2 separate regions of the Mus musculus genome follow, and region 1 is linked to region 2. The links are chromatin contacts, called in public Hi-C maps. All regions are on one chromosome and are shown on one strand. The core of a region is the stretch at or near the end of the contact, and the rest is flanking DNA. Distances in the headings are between cores, read along the strand shown.

The links. A called contact is a pair of places that touch in the nucleus more often than the background predicts.
Region 1: a Hi-C map of the N1E-115 cell line shows a contact between it and region 2, with 33 times the contacts expected there. The contact joins two enhancer-like sites. A contact is called at or near these places in 1 of 39 promoter capture datasets (hippocampal neurons) and 16 of 484 Hi-C or Micro-C datasets (the N1E-115 cell line, adipose-derived mesenchymal stem cells, cardiomyocytes and 9 more).

What each region holds. Positions count from the first base shown.
Region 1 is chr6:36,688,537-36,691,236 of GRCm38.p6, reverse strand. No RefSeq gene overlaps it. Among named protein-coding and RNA genes, the nearest start is that of Ptn, 120 kb to the left of the region's middle. Within about 2 kb of position 1,431, at least 2 of the 459 cell types and tissues checked have an H3K27ac peak or open chromatin away from gene starts, as enhancers often do. A contact at or near this core is called in the N1E-115 cell line, where this site is marked.
Region 2 is chr6:35,379,584-35,382,405 of GRCm38.p6, reverse strand. No RefSeq gene overlaps it. Among named protein-coding and RNA genes, the nearest start is that of Gm38789, 32 kb to the left of the region's middle. Within about 2 kb of position 1,490, at least 83 of the 459 cell types and tissues checked have an H3K27ac peak or open chromatin away from gene starts, as enhancers often do. A contact at or near this core is called in the N1E-115 cell line, where this site is marked.

The sequences.
Region 1 (2,700 bases), core at 182-2,681, 1.3 Mb before region 2:
AATTATCAGGAAGTTTGGAAGTGACAAATTGTCTTCAAAATGCCAAATTGTTTTGGCAATATTAAGAATCTCTGCCTGTTTCTATGGAAATCCCACACTTATCTACCCTCTGGCACCCAAACACTGTTATGTTGTTTACAACATAATGACAGCGTTCCAAAATATTAGAAATGCACAATGTTGGTGCTTGGAATTGTGAAGCTAATAAAATGGTAAGAATATGTGTGCCGAGAAGAACATTCAATATTCAAAATTACGTCTTCAAGGCTTTTTTATTTTAGAAAAAAGAGAAAATTCCCCAAGTACACTGCTATGGTGTCAGATGGATGACATCAAAGATGAGTTATTAACCATGTTTTAGATCCTGTAGCCAAGTTAATGTGGTTATTGGTTGTGGGCAATATAGATTTATCGATTAATGATACATAAAAATATATTGCCCTTAAAAATATAGGGCTGAAATGTTAGGTGTAATGGCTTCTACATGCCATCTAGACAAAGGCTCCTCTTACTTCATGGTTAGTGATAGACTGAAAAATAGTCTGAATTGTTCTGAGTGTTATCAAGCAACCACTCTAGAGTTAAGTTGCTCTTTCTGTATGTTGGGTATTTCTAACACAATATTGTTGATTCTATTCTTCTTGCCCTTGTTATATTTTAATCAATGATATGACTAAGTACTTAGAAAACATAGTTACTGAATTAGTACATGATAAAAAATTGAAGAGTAGCTTACATGACAAATTTCAGAATGAAGTTTTAAAATGATTGTGATGAACCTAATCCAAAATAATGACACTTAATGAAGCTAAGCTGTCTTGTAATATAGGCAAAATAATGACATTTACAACGGGATTGGGAGGACTGTTCTTTGAAAGAGTTTGCATAAAAGTACTCTGGGACTCTAGTTTACTGTAAAGAAAATCCTCCCACTCCGAGGTATACTTTACTTAAATGGAAGTTTGGATCCCCCAATGAAATTTGGTGGCAGATGATCTCTGAGGGAAAGACATGTGGACACCAAAATAGAGCAGATGAAAAGAGGGCTTCAGTGAGCCAGGGGCTGCCAATCTGATGAGACTTTTATAGCCTATCTTTCATTTTCCTGCTTTTTGAAATGAACATCCCAGAACAACAAAGGCATTCATTGACCTGTGGTAATTTCCATCTCCCAAATTTTATTCTGGCTTTCTATACATCTCTCTTTTCCATCAACTCATTCTGAAGTTCTTTGCTTTCACTTTCCCTATGTTAATATTTCTAGGGAGGAGGATGGGAGGAGGGAAGCCTTAACTTCCCTAAAGCCTTGAGGGCTGACTGGGGTTGCAAGTCATTTTATAAACCAGCAGTTTTTTCTAGTTCTGTGATAATAAAATAATCTCTGTTTCAGGTGTGAGGTTTATGCATCCATGTTGACTGGACCTGTGATCTGACTCTCTCTCCCTCTTTCCCTTTCTGCCTCTCTCTCTCTCTCTCTCCCTCTCTCTCTCTCTCTCTCTCATTTATAATCTTCCAAGAAACAGAGAAAATATTTAAATGTTTATAAAACTATTTATATTTGGAGGGGATATCAGTGAGGAAAGTGTCTTGGTTGCTTATTTCTCTCTGCAAAGAATATTTCTAACGTTTAAGGGCATTTTCATTTCAGCGTGAAAGAAGACACACACAGCACACACACACACACACACACACACACACACACACACACACACATGCACACCCTCTGAACAGCTAAGCAGGCTTACCATAGAATCAGTGGGTTGTTGTTTAAAACACAGTTTCTACCTAAACCACAGCTTGTCCCAAATTACTTTTTTCCCTCCTCTTCTTACCTTGACTGCTGAGTCCATCCTACATTCTGTGCATGAATTGCCTAGGCAATGAAGATGTATAATCAATCACTGGCTGGAAGGAGATGAGGAGATCCTTCAGGAAGAGCTGGCTAATCCCCAAGGTAAGGCTCTGAGGAGACTGAGGGCTGGTCAGAGAAACACTCTCTATTGCTCATAAGACAGGGGGACACATTTTCCTCCTCATCCAGGTCATACCAACAGTTCTAATTTGGATCCTGGGCTAATGCTATAAGAGTTAGTTAACCAAGAATCTGAAACTAGATAGCCCAGGGTCCTAGGGTAAAACCAAATACTATGATTCTACTAAAACCATGTAGCAATAAAAGGACTCTTAATGACCTTCTGTTCTACTCATAGATCAGGGCCTTGCTTAGCCATCATCAAAGAAATTTTCTCCTGCAGAAGAGAGATGCTAACACAGAGATCTACAGAGAGACAGCCAGACATGACACAGACACTGAGAGACCTTGGAACACTCAGCCAAAATGGGAAAATTCTCTCAAATTCCTTCCCTCAGGGTTAGGGAAATCTTGTGGAAGAGGAGGCAGAAAAGAGTATAAGAGCCAGAGGCGATGGAGATCACCAAGGTAACAAGGGCATTCAAAACAGAACAGGTCTGAGGTGCATGTGAACTCAGTGACAGAAGCCACATGTACGGGGACTGCATGAGACTATAACAGATGGGGTCCTAGATCTGAAAGGAGTAGGTACACATGCCCCATGCCTGACCCAGAAGCTAACTCCGACGAATAATTACTTGAAAGTAAAAATTTAGTTTTCTCCAAGGAAGGCTCACTGGGAAAATTACTCTTATGGGCAGGCTGCATGCGCAGCAGTAGATGGCCAA
Region 2 (2,822 bases), core at 241-2,740:
CAAACAAAAAAGAAAAACAAAAAAAGGGAGGAAAAGATATTGGTGTCCTGACATGGTTGTTTCCTTCAAAGCAGTTCGGGGCCATGACCGTCTGGGGAGGATGTTGGCCTTGCCACAGTTTGTGAGGCTAAAAGATGAAGCCACTGTGCAATATGCTACTCTTGATTCAGGTGTGGAATAAAAAACAATCCCAGCAGCTCGCAGCCTGCTCAGAACTGAGCAGGAAGAACAGCACTGCTTCAACCGAAAACCCCATAGCCCACTTTCCAATCCTCGTACCTATAAAAGCAGGGTACAAAGAGCATAGCTGAGGGGCTCAGGGAGGGCTCCCGGCTTCCTGGGGAGGGGACTGGATCTGTAGCGTTGGGTGCCGCAGAGGAAATGTCCAGGAACCCAGGCCATTGGCGTCTGAGGAAAATGGAAGCCCCTAAGCAAAGGTATGCGGCCTGGGAAGACTGTCAAAGCAGGGCTGAATATGTATGAGCAGAAGAGGAAACTGAGGCACCACCAGTAGCAGCTGAACCAGTAGGTAACCATGGAAGTGCAAGCTACAGGGCCATCAGCCAACCCAGCCTAGGTTGGGTGCTGGTATGGGGCGGCGCTTAAGGGAGGGAAAGTTAGTGTGTGTGACCAAAGTGGTTTGAAAGAGAAAGCTTGTGTTTGGGCCAAGACCCACTCCAGAAAATGCCAATGACCTAAAGTGGGTAGACAGGCGCTCAAATCTGTACCAAGCTGCCAGGGTGGCAAGCTTCCTCTTTACAGCCCTTAGAATTCACAGGGTTTTACTGTCAGTGTGGATCAGTGGTGTGTAGATGATGTGGAAAGTGTCCCAAGCAGGAGGGACAAGGCAGTCCAAGAACTCAGCATCTATAAAGGAGTCTCAGCCATCTCCTATGTCTTCCATCTGGACCATGAAGAGCGATTTGGTCACATCCTAGAGCTTCAGGGTCAATCTTAATATCCCCCCAACACCCTTAGTCTCCAAACACAAGACTCCCGGCTGAGCTGGGTGTATTTCTACTCCCTTCCCCTCCCCTACACTGGCAATAATTAATGCTGACACAAATGGCCACAGAAGACACATTCCTAAGGCTGTGGACCACTGATTTTGACCTTAATGTTGCTCTTCTCAAGCTAACTGCCCAAATGCAATGGATTAGAGCAGGCAAACAGAAGCCAGCCCTCAGGCAGCTGGCTCAACGTTTAGTACCTCTCCCCTTTCGCAAGTTTCCTTTCTCCTGGGAAGAGAGTGCCATCTAGTGGGCAATTAGTGAACTTACATATGCCACTCCACTTTTTTCCGTTCTTCCTTTCTTTTTTAAGTTATTTTATTTATTTATATTCCAGTCGTTGACCTCCTCCCCCACCCCCCCGTCCCTCCGACCCACCATTCCTCATCCTATTCCTCCTCCCACTTGCCTCCCAGAGGGTGCTCCCAACCTCCAGCAGGCCTCCCCCTTCCCTGGGTCCTCAAGTCTCTTGGAGGAGTAAGTGCATCTTCTCCCACTGAGGCCAGACCAGGCAGACCTCCGCTGTATATGTGCCAGGGGCCTCAGACCTGGCTGTGTATGCTCCTGGTTGGTGGCTCCGTCTCTGGGAGCTCCCTGGGTTCTGTGTTAGTCGAGTCTGCTGGTCTTCCTATGAGGTCGCCCTCCCTTTCAGATTCTTCAATCTTTCCTTTAATTCAACCTTAATTCAGTCCAATGGTTGGGTGTAATTATCTGCCTCTGTCTCGATCAGCTGCTGGTAGAGCCTCTCAGAAGACAGGTATGCCAGGCATATGCAAAGACCTGATTTCATCCTTGAAGCGACTCTGTAACCATCTACTACCAGTAGTTAAGAGCACTGGCTGCTCTTCCAGAGGACCTGGGCACAATTCCTCAGCACCCTCATGACTCTATACAACTATCTAGAACTCCAGTTCCAGGGGATCTGTAGGCACCAGGCATGTATGTGGTGTACAGAAATACATTCAGGCAAAATAACCATACACACACACACACACACACACACAAATAATAAGTAATAGTAGTAGTAATAATAATAGGAATAATAATAACAGCAACAATAATATTTTTTTAATTAAAGAAAGGGGAACTGGGTGGAATTGTTTTCTTTCCGCTGTGTGTGGTATAATAAATGTGCTTCCATCCACCCAGAAATGCAACTCCTTGCCCATTGCAAGGACAGCATGTGGGCCCTGCCTGAGGAGGGAAGGAGGGAGTTCCTAAGCTGAGAGAGTCAGCAAGCTGGAACACTCAAGGCTGAGAAAGACAAGTTAAGGGTTTTGACAGATAGGAGGCACTGTTCTGCTAGAGACTGAAGAGGGTGACCCAAGGGCGCCACCTGCTGCCGGCAACCAGCGCGAGGCCCCTCCCGCTTTCACTATGGGTCGCTCTGGTTCCCTTGTTTGCTTTGCTCTGATTCGATGTTCAAAGGCAGTGGGGGGTTGTTGATGTTTTGGATGAAGAATGGGCCTTCTGAGAAACAGAATTCTTCCAGCCTAGACTGTAAGGGATCGCGAACAGGGAAGCAACGTTCGGGGTATGCCCCCTTAGCAAGAAACCATGTGAATTTTTTTTTTCTTTTTCTGGTTTTCTTTGTGACTGTGCTGGAGCTCCAACCCAGAGCTTTGTGCTCTTGCACTCAACCACCGAGCCACACTCCCAGCTCCTTGCTTTTTAAGACAGAGCCTCATTATGTAGCTGAAGACGGGAGACAGAGGCAGGGGGTGGCAGGTTACAGAACCTAACAGCTGGCTAGACCATGTCATGTTAATCAATCTCAGCCTGACAAAGGCAATGTATTTTCTTTGGAGTCAT